2 separate regions of the Ovis aries genome follow, and region 2 is linked to region 1. The links are chromatin contacts, called in public Hi-C maps. All regions are on one chromosome and are shown on one strand. The core of a region is the stretch at or near the end of the contact, and the rest is flanking DNA. Distances in the headings are between cores, read along the strand shown. Region 1 overlaps PPME1 (protein phosphatase methylesterase 1). Region 2 holds the start of PGM2L1 (phosphoglucomutase 2 like 1).

Region 1 (6,986 bases), core at 2,819-5,318:
AGAAATAACTGTGGTAGACACTGTTCCCTAAAACACACGCAGTTAGGAATTAATATGTGCTCTTCCTGTAGGAAAAAAGTGCTTTGTAACTCTACGGGGATAACTAAGCCTTCACATCATTCCTCTTGGCGTTTCTGGAGCCATCCCTGCAGGACCCAGGTCCTTTTGCTTTCAGGCTCCCCAGAACTGCAGGACCATGACACTATAACGCCTTAACTTCCAACAGAAGCCCATAGGACCTCCAAGGCTGAACCCCGTAGCTACCCTTAACATAGCCTGGAATATCTCTCCCTTTTCCAGGTAGCTGAAGCTGTTGCCACTTTCCTGATTCGGCACAGGTTTGCAGAGCCTATCGGTGGATTCCAGTGGTAAGGAAGTACAAAGATTTAAAGAGCCCAGCAGTACCCCAACAAAGAGATATTTGCAAGGTTGTAAATATCTCTGCCTTACCCCTGCCTGGGTTAGGTCACCATGCCTTTCTTCTTCCTCCTCAACACAGAGCCCAGCGTGTGTATTTCTGCAAAGCCGTGGTTGGTTCTTTCCGTGTGCTCTGGTCCAGTGAGTTGTTGCTAAACTGACATTAAACAGTGCCTAGTCCCCTACCCCCTTTGTGATGTGTACTTTTTCTTGAGATGCCCCTTCCTGTGGAGGCTGGGATGGGAATTGTCCATTTCCAGGCTCTTAGAAAAATTCTATATGCCTTCTCCCGCCCTGCTGTCGAGGAAGGTGAGGCAGACCTTGAGGCTATGTAGAGATCTGGAGCAGGGTTTCCAGCCTCAGCACTGTTAACGTTTGAGGCAGGTAATCCTTTGTGGTGGTGGGGCTATTCTGTGCACTGTAGCATGATGATCAACATCCCTGGACTTTACATACTAGGAACCAGTAGCACCCTCTCAACACACATACTTGTGTCAAGCAAAAACATCCCTAGATTTTACCTATTGTCTTAAGGGAGGCAGAGTCATTCCCATTTGGGAACCACTGGTCTAGAGGAAAAAGGATGCCTCTCTTCTTGGGAAACTCTATGTCGGATTGGGAGACACAGTAGATTTCTTTGTGGAGGAGGAGGAGGAAGAGGGGCATGGTGACCCAAACCACATGGTCCTGGTCCCACCTCAAGGAACTCCCAGTCTTTGCTGCAGAAGCCCCCATCCTCACAGAGCTCCGCAGGCCATGTGAAGAGTCAGGCCAGTCGGAAAGTCTCTTTTCTGATTCTGATGATGGTCCAAGGGAACTTGTTCCCCACCCTCAGAAAGTTTGAAGAAAAAATGTTGAAGAAATATAAATAGTTTCTACATAAGGTAGTTCGAAATGCCAGGGCCTAAGCGGTTTGGATGACAAAGCAAGGTGGGCATTGAAAATGCCAGGAGCCTGGTACAGTGAGCCACAGTGATTCCCTGATGTCAGACCACCCCTCAAGCAGCTGACCATTGATGGATCCCAGGAATCAACAATAAAAGACTTAGTTTCTCTCAGTAAGCAGTGTCTGGGGGCCCTGGCCCATTTGGAGCTGTGGTCTGATCAGCCGTACACTGAGAGCATACCCTGTATCTAGCCCTGGATGGGGCTGAGAAGAGGTGCAGAGATCTGCAAAGGCCTTGGTGATCATTAGGAAGGGCTTCCTGGATGAGACAGGGTAAGCGGGGTAAGCCAGTGAGAGTCACATTTGTTTTCCATTCTCTTTCCACTCTTCACAGTGTGTTTCCTGGCTGTTAGTGACCTGCTCTCCTTCCCTCCCTCAACATTGAGCTCTGTTGTAAATACATCGCACCAGAGGCCACTGTGATGCCGCTGTCTGCTCACCATCCCGCCCGACCATGTGACACCGGCTCCCTGTAGACGGGCATCCCCAGATATACAAACCCTTTCGTGTATTCCTGCCCAAAGCATTATTTTCCAGGGCCTTCGATCAACATTGATCTCCCCAGTCTAAGGCTCCCCAGCTCCTCTCCCTTCCCCGTTCAGGGATAGCTCTTGCCTGTCCTCCCTGCCTTGCCTTGGGTGAAGCCTCCATCAGAACTGCCACCCTTGACCCCTGTTCCTGGCATTAGGTAATGTACCTGGGTCCCCATGTTTCCCCAGGTACAGGAACCTCCATTGCTTGAGATTGTTCTTGCCATGGTCCTGCCTTGCCTCAGGGGCTGGACCATGTGCAAGATGGTCTCTATTTTTCCCTTTTAGATAAAACACCAGTCAAATACCTTTTTATCCCCATCTTATTCTTCTAGGCTTGGAAGACACAGAGAGGTCAGGATCTCATCCTTAGGTAGAGGGAGGGGTGGTGGATAGCATCACAAGAAACTAGCCTGAAAATCAGGCTCAGCCAGTCCAAGCACATGGCCTCCCATCTGGGGAGGGCCCACGTCCCACTCCCACATCTCTGGGCACCTGCCCTGGGCTGAGGCCAGGCTGCTCCAGGGGCCTCTTGAGCCCTCACCTGCCATAAAGCAACCCAGGTTCACTACAGCCCATGCACAAAGCCACAGGCTAAGGCCCGTGGAGTTGTTTTTAAGAAGCAGATTTAACCATTTTCATAGTTGGTCCCTGGAGGTATGCAGAGTGCCCGCTTGCCTTTTCTAGACCCACAGCTTATCTTAGTTGTTTGTGGTTTCCATGTCACCCTTCATAGAAACAGTACAGTCCAGCATCCTCAACATTTGCCCTCTTCTAGCTGCCTCATCACAGCACTTCAGCCTCCCTGCTGCCCAGGCACGCCATTTCCAAGGGTAGGGAGGGGCAGTCTCCTGCAGCCCATCTTCTCTGTGACTGTCTTAGGTGATGCGTAGCCCCCTCCACCTTTTGACCCCACAACTTCCTATCCCTGTCCTGCTTCAGGGTCCGAAGTCTGGGACCTTCTTTGTTTCTTTGTTATTTATGACCTTGTTTAAAGAAAATAAATACCTCCCAACCTTTATCTGGTCTTTCTCTATGGAGTTGTCCTTATTTCTGTTGATCTAGGGGTTGGGGACAGTTCATTGGATTTAGACACCATAGAGCTCCAGAAAAACCTGTTTTTTGCCTGCAGCCCATCAACATCTTATGCTCTGCCTGCTCCCCAGAATCAGAATGCCCATTAGAATGGACAGAGCCAGCCTCCACTGCAGCCAGGGAGACTAGATTCCATCCTCTCTCTTCTAGTTATGTACTGTGTTGACTTTGGCCTAGAACAGGACAGTCTGGGCACTGTCCACATGACCTCAAGCTCTCAGAGTTTCGCATTTGCTAATGCCCAAAGTTTCTTTACAAGTTCAAGCACCTCCTCAACTCTAGACACTTAGGTCTGTCTACTTGTCCAGATGACCAAAAGCCACTCACATTGACCATTCCTAAGTTGAACTACCTTCCCCCTAAAACTTGTTCTCCCATATTCCTAGCTCAGTAGTGATAGGTTCCCCCATCTCTCGACTGGTCTAAACAAGGCAGCCAAAGTGTCCTTGATGGCTTCCTCTCTCACATTCACAACTGCCATCCACTCTGTGTTCTATGTCTCCTCCTCTCCTTGCCGCAGCCCCTCCCCTGGCTACTCTCTACACATTGCTGGAGTCTTAGCAGGTGTTGGAGCTAGGCTGCCTAAATTAGAACCTAAGGCCCATCCCTTGCTGGATGTATCAGATAGCTAAGTACTTTCCTCTCTTTGTGCTTTGGTTTCCTCATCTGAAAAATAGAGGTCAACAGTATTTACCCCATAGGGTCTTGAGGACTACACAAGTTAATATGGGTTAACTCTCTCAGTAACTGACATAGGGTAAGCACCTAATAAATAGTTCCTATCATGTCACTCCCAAGACCTTCTTTACTCGGAGTGGCCTGTGGTCAGCAGCATTAAGTATCATCTGGAAGCTTGTTCAAGATTGTGTCCTTATTGAGTCAGTACGGATCTACACTCCAAGAAGCACATTATTCTGAGAAATTCTGGTTTGGATGTTCACTAAATATATCTGAGTAAAGCATGAGCTCCCTGGCAGAGAAGAAAAGTCCCTGTGTTCTGTGCGCTTCCACCAAGCCCTTCTTGGGGAGGGAGGGGCCTACCAAGGTCTCTTTGCTGGCCTGTTTGCACTCTGTCCACAGGGGGGCAGCATGGTCAAATGTGTGTTTTTCAGGGACACAGCCAATTTTGTTCACCAGATTAAGTCATAATAGTTATCAAAGTTGAGCAGCTATTTGACTTTTCACACAACTATTTAATCCTCATGACAACCCTATGAGGTAGGTGATGTCATTTGACAGGCAGGCATTAGGTCCAAATTCATATAGCTCAGAAGACGTGTCAGAATTTAAACTTAGGGTTTTTTCCTCTTTACACTGCCTCCTGGACAATATAGGTGACCCTGGGCAGAGGTCATTTTGGTACAGATACCTGGCAAGAGGATGATGACCAGGCTTGATGGATGGAAAGTAAGAAACATTCACTTAACTTTATATTAGATACTCTGCTGCTGCTACTGCTAAGTCACTTCAGTCCTGTCCGACTCTGTTCAACCCCATGGACTGCAGCCTACCAGGCTCCTCCGTCCATGGGATTTTCCAGGCAAGAGTACTGGAGTGGGATGCCATTGCCTTCTCCTAGTTACATCTTAATCTTCTGAATCCTTGTGAAGTATGGGCATTATTCTCAATTTATCTTTTTTTTTAAAGTTCACATAAATTATCATTTTTTTAATTTAAGTATATTATTTTTTTAAGTTGATTTACAATGTGTTAGTTTCAGGTGTAGAACAAAGTGGTTTAGTTATATATGTGTGTTCTTTTTTCAGATTCTTTTCCATTACAGGTTATTATAAGATATTGAATATAGTTCCCTGTGGTATGAAATAAGTCATTGTTGTTTACTTTATTTGTATATATTTTGTGTACACATTAATCCCAAACTCCTAATTTACCCCTCTCCCAACCTTTCCCTTTTGGAAACCATAAATTTGTTTTTGAAGTCTGTGAGTCTCTGTTTTTTAAATAAATTCATTTGTATCATTTTTTTAGATTCCATATAGAAGTGTTATCATATGATATTTGTCTTTTTCTGTCTCAATATAATCTCTAGGTCCATTCATGTTGCTGGAGATGGCATTATTTCATTCTTTTTATGGCTAAGTAGTATTCCATTGTGTATACATACACACACACACATATCATATATACACACACACACCAAATCTTTATCCATTGATCTGTTGATGGACATTTAGGTTGCTTCCATTTCTCAGCTACAGTAAATAGTGCTGTGGTGAACACTGGGGTGCCTGTGTCTTTCAAATTAAGAGTTCTCATCTTCTCCAGATACATGCTCAGGAGTGGAATCGCTGGATCATATGACAACTCTGTTTTTAGTTTTTTAAGGAACTTCCAGACTGTCTTCCATAGCAGCTGCACCAATTTACGTTCCTACCAGCAGTGTAGGAGGGCTCCCTTTTCCAGCATTTCACACCCTTTCCAGCATTTATTATTTGTAGACTTTTTGATGATGGCCATTCTGACTGGTGTGAAGTGATGCTTCACTGTAGTTTTGATCTGTATTTCTTGACTAGTTAGTAATGGTGAACATTTTTTCATGTGCCTATTGGCCCATCTACATGTCTCTTTGGAGAACTATTTAGATTTTCTGCCCATTTTTGGATTGGGTTATTTTGATACTGAGCTATATGAGTTGTCTGTATATTTTGGAAATTAATTCCTTGTCGTTCACATCATTTGCAAATATTTTCTCCCATTCTGTAGGTTTTCCTTTCATTTTGTTTACACTGTACTTTGCTGTGCAAAAGCTTTTAAGTTTAATTAGGTCCCATTTGTTTATTTTTGCTTTTATTTCCATCACTTTAGGCAACAGATCCAAAACAAATCACTGTGATTATATGTCAAAGAGTGTTCTATGTTTTCCTTCAGAGATTTTTATAGTATCTAGTCTTTTTTCTTAATGATTTTGTTATTTTTGTGCTGAATCTTCATTGCTTCTAGTTGTGGAGAGCAGGGGCTACTCTCGAGTTGCAATGCATGGGCTTCTCATTACAGTAGCATCTCCTGTTGTGGAGCACAGGCTCAGTAGTTGTGGTACATGGGCTTAGTTGCTCCACAGTATATGGAATCTTCCCAGACCAGGGATTGAACTTGAATCTCCTGTGTTGGCAGGTGGATTCTTTACCACTGAGCCACCAGGGAAGTCCAGTATCTGGTCTTATATTTAGGTCTTTAATCCATTCTGAGTTTATTTTATTAGGTCTTTAATCCATTTTAAGATGTTAGAGAATGTTCTAATTTCAGTCTTTTCCATGTAGCTATCCAGTTTTTCCCCAATTTGAAGGCAAAGAAACTGAATTTCAGAGATGTAAAATGACTTGCCCACAGACATGGCTAGGAGGTGGCAGGATCTTTGAGCATTGCACTATCTCCTAGTAGAGAAGAGACCATTCATATGTTCAGATAATGTATTTTTTTTTTAAATTGAAGGGTAATTGCTTTATAGTATTGTGTTGGTTTCCACATAATATACTCTTTAAGGAGCACCTACTATGTGCTGGATATAGCATCCTTGTGAAGCCTACAGATCAGCACTCCAAACTCAGGAAGAGAATAAAGGAGACCCTTGGACCCTTTGAATGAAGTATTTCCACAAAGCCAGAAGGAACATATTTGCGTCAAACCAGAGGACAATCTGTCAGACACATACACTAAAGAATGTCCAAGGAGAACTTCCTGAAAGAAGAAGGTGGGCAAATAGGGCAGACACAGATCTAATGTTGGGGGCCAGAATCTTGTGATTGAGAAGACTCAAAGGGCTGAGGAGAGTTGGGCACGACTTCTTGTTATCCTCTTCTAAAGCTGCTATTACAAACATTTATTTGCTGACTAAGCAAACCTGAGCAGTTGCTCTGTGCCAAGCTTCCAGTTGACTCTGGAGACAGAGATAAATAATGAGGCCTTTCAAATGAGCTCATAGTCTAGAAAGACCATTATCGAAACAGTGACCACACTGTACAAAGGGAAGGGGACAACTA
Region 2 (6,986 bases), core at 1,806-4,305, 130 kb after region 1:
CTCCCCCGTCCCTGGGATTCTCCAGGCAAGAACACTGGAGTGGGTTGCCATTTCCTTCTCCTTGTTACTTGCTACGTGTATTATATTTGTAAGCTTTTGTTTTATATTCCCTTCTATGTTCTTTGACAATATGATCCATATCTAATTACTCTTTGTGTCTCCCACAGGTTTTCAGTCAGTACCTTGTATACAGAAGGCCCTTTAAATATAAATTAATTTCTCTTCCACTTTCGGTGAGGGCTCTCCCCATTCTTTTTATATGTATCCCATCTTCTTATTGTCTTCCTTGACTATCCCAGTCCACAGGTCACTTACTTTTAAACTCCTATAAAAACCAACTGCCTATAAACCATTAAATTGCCACCAATACCATCCCAGAATTATCTTTTTACGTGTATATGTATTTCATAGTCTTGTCACATTTCAGTATATCCAACAATGTCTAGGTACAGCATGAACAATTAATATAAATTCACTCAGCCAATATTTTTAGAAATAATCAAATCAAAAGACCCATTAGGAAAAGTATAGTCAAAATTGGCACCTAAATAGAACAAAAGATTTCACCTGTGGCAATGAAACAAACTCCTACTGTTGAAGGGCCAAAGGCTTTGACACACATAATAGTTACCAGTAAATTAAACTGTGTTGGAATTCTACAAGTGTCTTTGAATATCATACATCTTCCTTTCACTTCACAAAGACACAAGTGCAATCACATTTCTTTACTGACAGCAGATGGCTTTAAACAATAGCAATTACCTATATTAAACCTACAAAGATAACATTCATTTGTAATTTAGATTTCTCTGCTGAAGAGATATATATGGTCAGTTTACAGCATATATCATTTACAGTATGCTAAGCCTTAGCTTTTTTTTCCTACTAGGCTTCCTCCTCCCTAATGAACCAAAAGCAGAAGAGTAATCTGTAAATCTTCACTTCTTTTCTATCCTTCCACAACAAGGAACTATATTCACAGCAGGCAATAATAAAAACAGGCAAAATGGATGTAAAGTTATTCGCATTTTTCACATCCTTGTAATCAGCGGGATACCACAGATTTTGTACCTGACTAAAAAAAGTGTGTGTACATATGTATTTTTTGCATAAACAGTCAAATCCTACAAAGAGGGTGTTAGCTCTCTAGTAGCTCATTCAGAACATTCTGGAGCCTTGCTACTCAAAGTGTGGTCCACAGACCAGCAGCACTGGTATCACTTGGGAGTTTATTATGAAGCAGAATCTCACACCCCACCCCAGGCTTCCTAAATCACAATCTGCATTTAAAGATCTCCAGGTGATCTGCATGCACTTCAAGAGTTTGAAATGCACTGGTTTAGACTCCAGAGGAAGAATTAGAATGTCCAAGATACATATGACCATGTAACACTAAAGAAGTAATTGCTTATTTGTTGGTCTTCCTTATTTGCTGACTGAAGGCTTTTTGAGGGTAGGAACCCTTTCTAGCCTCCTCACCTCTAGCATGCCCTGGACCCAACAGGCCCTGAAACATCACCCAGTACTCAATGGATATTTTCTGCTGAACGCATGAATGACTGAACAGAGTGAAAATAAAACTTTTTCAGAAGGCTAATAATCCTTTAGGAAGTTGAATAACGTGATTTCACATATGACCACATTAATTCTTTAATTCAGTATTATTAATTCCATTTAAAATACGCTGCCGTCTCTGCTTCAACAAATGCATTTAATATACTCGACAAAGCAAAAGCTTGGATCATCTTCCTTTGTTGGAGCTAAGGGCCTCTTTTACAAGTGAGATGGCTGCATTTTAATTCTAGCTCTCATATATCCATCCCGTATGCCTCCACAAGATAAACACCGCAACAATTTGGAGAGAGTACGGGTCGGGGAACAGAGGAGGAAGGGATACAAGTCTGTATCCCGAGCATCGCATGAAACCTGGAAAACATGATTTTTGGAAGAGGACACTTTCAGAAAATAACTTCTGGCCAGCGGAAAAAAGAGAACCCTTATATTTCTCAAGAGCAAAAGGTGGTATTAGAGAATACACGGGAGCGGGAGCGATAAAAGACCAGCGACTACCTAGCGACGTAAGGTGGAAACACATCAGACCAGCGCTAAAGCAGACAGTGGTTAGATATCGTCCCAGAAGGCGGAAAAAAAAAAAAAAAAAACAAAACACAACAACACAAAAACCACCCACTTTCAGATTTGCAGAGAAGGAAGTCAAGGGAGAAGAAAGGGGGAAGGAAATAAATATCTCTATTAAGGGTATAACTTACGATGATGATGATTAATTATTATTATTTTTTTTTTTTTTGAGAAAAGGGACATGATATACACTAGAAGGGGGGCGGGAAGGGGGGAGGAGGAAGGAAGGTAGCAATTTCTCGCCCTGCAAAATGAAGCGACTACAGGCGTCCTTTTCCAGCTCAGACGGCCCCAGGGAGGCAGCACAGGCATAGGTGGGTGGCAACGCCCAGCTCCGCTAGCTCCCGCCGCATGGCCTGAGCCATCTCCCCCACAGCCTGCCGAGCACCGGGTGGGGACGGGCAAGGGCGTACACGGTGTGGGAGGGCGTGCAGGAGGAGGGGGAGGATGCCCTGCTGACCAGGTACCCACCTTATCCCAACGGAGCCACTGCCCGATGGCTGTGTCTAGCTGAGGGTCCCCAGTGTGATAGGGGGCGTGGAGCAGGTTGGAGTTCAGGTCTCCCTCTGCGTTTTCAGTCATGGCAGCCAGTCTAGGGTGCATGAATGGGGATCCAGCGAAGACACCGAGCTAGAGGAGCTTGACGCGCGCTCACCGGGACCTCGACGACCCCTCCTCACTGAAAGGCATCGGAGACCTACCGCAGGACGTATGTGCCAGGTCCTGCCGCAGCTTTGGGGAAACAGGAGAGAGGGGTTACGCGGCCGCCTCCTTCCCACTAGACGAGCTCCTGGTCTCTCTGGGCGAACGGACTGAGGCGGTCCCACCTCGAGAGAACAACAACAGTCCCAGATGTCTGGGTCTTGGCCGCCGCCGCTACCGCCGCCCTCAGCTTTAGGCCCCGCCCTCGCGCCTCTGGCCCCGCCCCCCTTCCCAGTCGATTTAAGCTCCCGGGACTCGCGGCGCGAGCCTGGAAGCGCGCTCCCGACGCCTTCCCAGCGGCGCGATTTAGGACCATGCTGCGGGGTGAGGAATAGGGGCAGGGCCATTTTATTTCTTATTTTGCCTTTTTCCACGTGTCTTATTCTTGTTACAATCCCCACCCATCCCCACGCGTCTCCTTTTCTGCATCAGACGCCATGTCCACCACGACGCGCCCGCCTCAGAGTTAGCTTTTGTGAATCCCATGGCGCGCGAAGGCCCCCTCCTGTTTCGTGTTGGGGAGCGCGCCTGGCGGGAGAGTGCGAGGGCTGTCCCCGCATGGCCTCACGGGAGTTGTAGTTCTTCATCCCCCCATCCCCCCCGCCTCGAGGCGTGTAAAGACCACCGCAGACTACAACTCCCAGCAGCTCCTTGCCCTGCGTTTTCTCAAAGGAAAAAAGCTACACCTCTAGGCTGTTTCCTATAGAAACCTCCCGTCCGCGTTAGGTCTACTGCAGTTGTGTCCCTGGGCTTCAATTAGATTAAACAAGGGCAGGTGCAGGAAGGGTACAGCTGATACCTATTCAGTACTTTACAGTTTATGAATTGCCTTCTGAAGTCTAAACCATCGTGTGACGTGATCCATTCTCATTTTACACACAAAGAGGAAGCTGCTGAGTGAACTGACTTTTTCAAAGAGGCGGAATTCAAAAGTAGTTGAACGAGCAATCCAACCTCATTTTAGGTCTCAGATAGCAGCTCATTTTCCTCTGTTGTTACAGTGGACTAGGAGGTAGGGAGAAGATAACTGGGGAAAACAACCAAGTTGTGAAAGAGGGAGGATGTGTCAGCATTTAACCATAACACAAAAATGAATAAGCGTTAGCGTGCAAAAAATATTGGCAATAGGAATATGGAGCAAGAAGAAAGATTGAAAAGAAGTAGTCTTAAATTTCTCCTTATTTTGGCCTCCTCTCTTCTACGGAATGTTCACCTTTCAAGTCACAGAACAGGTGTGGGAGATTCTGACAAGTGCTTACCTGTCAGACACAGCTGCTCCAGAGTCTCTTGGTGTAGCTTCTTCAACAGTAGTTCTACGATTTTGACCAAGTGACTCTGTCTCTCCTCAGTTTTTTTGCAAGGAGAGTGAAATAGTATTTACACCTTGGCTGCAGTAACTTAAATGGTTTTAAAGTACTTGGAGGTTCACAGATAAAAGATATAATAAATTCAAAGTTTTACTTTCCTTTAAAAATGCCATTTATCATAATAAAATCCCAAATACCAAGGTATAGAAGGATTATATTACCTATCCCTGAAAAATAGTGTGCCATAGTTGAGAATTACAGTTTTTGCTAGTCAGTTAAGTATTTCCTTTACAGAATCAGCAGGTTATTTTATTCACACTAGGCCTGGGAAATACACATGAGTCCTGGAGAAAAATTCATCACTCACTATCATCACCATTATTGTCCGTGATGAACGTTAAGTAAACATGTACTCTATGCGAAGTTTTATGCTAGGGGCCGAGGCTAAGAGAAAGTATATAATAAAATTGTTCATTTCAAGAAATAAAAAATGAAAGTAAGAATGAAATCTGTCTGGGAAGACCATATGTATACAAGAAAAGAGCTCATGATAAACAGCAAGTGCTTGCCACAATCAACTGTATTGATTGTGACATAAGTGGTTATAATCTTGCTACTCAAAGTGTGATAGGAGGACCAGTCCTCTGGGAACTTAATAAGAAATAAAAAATTTCAAGCCCCATCCCAATTCTATTGAATCAGAATCTGCATTTTAACAAGATCCAGTGATGATTTGTATATATATATTAAATGTGATTAAGCAGTGGTTTTTATAAAGACAACTCTAATTTAATTCTGAGAAACACTACTGAGTCAACAGAACTTTCAAGAGGTGGAACTGTATAGCGCAAGTATAAAGGATGGGAGAAATGCAAGTTTTAATTCAATACCAGAATTAACTAGTCCCCATTTTTATCATCAAGGTCATGACAGACATAAACTAGTTACCAGAAGCTTTGCCCAGCATCTCCAACTTGTTGCTTAGGATTTGAAGGGTAAGCAAGAGGACCCAGAACTCATCAAATTCAAGAACAATATCTAAAAGTGTGTCCAGAAAAGGGAATATAATAGTTTTCCTAGTCAGGAAAGCTCAGAAGCTTTCATTTCTGTTGGAATTTGCCCAATATCCTGTATTTTTATTTGCTAAATGTGACAACTCTCTGGTTATGAAAGAGAATCTCTCTATTAGTCCTAATATACACCTTTTATTTATTGTTTTTAAAAATCTAATTAAGATAGTCAAAGCTCTCTTTTGGTCAAGGTAGCAAGAAATTAAATTTTCATCAATATTGGAGCCTCTCATCTCCAGCCCAGGCTTTAAATGATACTGGGGAAAGAGGAAGAGCAGACAGCTCTAGATCATCAAGGTTTCTGCTAACATCTATATTGTCCAGGGTCATAGTGGTCTTGAAGTCTGATAGCTTTCCCCTTGCATACCATTCAGGTATGGCCAGGAAACTTGACTGAGGCTACAAACCCCAAAGCTTCTGTCTAGGCACATGGCCATCCCCTCTAAATCCTACCAGTTCCTTGAAACACTGCCACCAAGCGGAGCTCAGGTCTTGTTACCCTCCTATGTTAAAACTTTAAAATAGGAAGAAATCTATCATTCTGCTTGTGATCACTCTGAAAAGAATAATATTTTCTTATTGTTCCCAAAGATGCTTGTCATAAATTCTAGTGAATGCTGTATTTAAAAAAAAAAAAAAGGAAGGAAAGTAAATGAGTATCTTACAAACAACTTTCTACTTTTAGCTCCTTTATGTAAAACCTCTGCTGAGACAAGGGATACAACAACAAAGAAGAAGTGGTTTTCTTTGTATAAGGGGAAAGATAAAGAGCACACCTAGGATTAGGATGAAGCAAGGCAAAGAACCTAGGGTGCAAAATCTAAGGAGACACTTCCTATTAGGTTTATGGAACTGTAGAATTGGCACCTGAGGATGTGTCCCATTACAGATTTTAAAACACCTTTATTGTGATATAGTTCACATGCCAAACAATTTACCTATTTAATGTATACAATTTAATGTTTTTTTTGTTTTATTCACAAACATCCCCACAGTAAATTTTAGAACATTTTTATCACCTTGAGCTATCCTGTTGCCCTATCTCCCACTCCCAGACCTAAGCAACCACTAATCTACTTTCTATATTGGTTTCCCTGTTCTGAACATTTCATATAAATAGAATCAGAGAATATGGGGTCTTTTGTGACTGACTTCTTTCACTTAGCCTAGTGTTTTCAAAGTTCATCCATGTTGTAGATATATCAGTGTTTCATTCCTTTTTGTAATTGAATAATAAAGATGATTACTCCTTGGAAGGAAAGTTATGACCAACCTAGATAACATAATAAAAAGCAGAGACATTACTTTGCCAACCAAGGTCCGTCTAGTCCAGGCTATGGTTTTTCCAGTGGTCATGTATGGATGTGATAGTTGGACTGTGAAGAAAGCTGAGCGCTGAAGAATTGATGCTTTTGAACTGTGGTGTTGGAGAAGACTTTTGAGAGTCCCTTGGACTGCAAGGAGATCCAACCAGTCCATTCTAAAGGAGATCAGTCCTGGGTGTTCATTGGAAGGACTGATGCTGAAGCTGAAACTCCAATGCTTTGGCCACCTGATGCGAAGAGTTGACTCATTGGAAAAGACTCTGATGCTGGGAGGGATTGAGGGCAGGAGGAGAAGGAGACGACAAAGGATAAGATGGCTAGATGGCATCACCGACTCAATGGGCATGAGTTTGAGTGAACTCCGGGAGTTGGTGATGGACAGGGAGGCTTGGCGTGCTGTGATTTATGGGGTCGCAAAGAGTCGGACACGATTGAGCGACTGA

Evidence for each region. A called contact is a pair of places that touch in the nucleus more often than the background predicts.
Region 2: a Hi-C map of liver shows a contact between it and region 1, with 2.3 times the contacts expected there. The contact joins the promoter of PGM2L1 here to the enhancer-like site in region 1. A contact is called at or near these places in 2 of 16 Hi-C or Micro-C datasets (liver and tail adipose tissue).

What each region holds. Positions count from the first base shown.
Region 1 is chr15:52,336,098-52,343,083 of ARS-UI_Ramb_v3.0, forward strand. PPME1 (protein phosphatase methylesterase 1) reads left to right here. Exons shown (of 14, transcript XM_012096032.5): 13 at 301-368; 14 at 500-2,914. The coding sequence ends at 500. It also overlaps a transcript of P4HA3 not described here. Among named protein-coding and RNA genes, the nearest start is that of TRNAE-UUC, 37 kb to the left of the region's middle. Within about 2 kb of position 4,069, at least 7 of the 54 cell types and tissues checked have an H3K27ac peak or open chromatin away from gene starts, as enhancers often do. A contact at or near this core is called in liver, where this site is marked.
Region 2 is chr15:52,466,963-52,473,948 of ARS-UI_Ramb_v3.0, forward strand. It overlaps PGM2L1 (phosphoglucomutase 2 like 1), which reads right to left and starts at 3,056. Exons shown (of 15, transcript XM_042233221.2): 1 at 2,967-3,056; 2 at 2,611-2,871. The coding sequence starts at 2,742.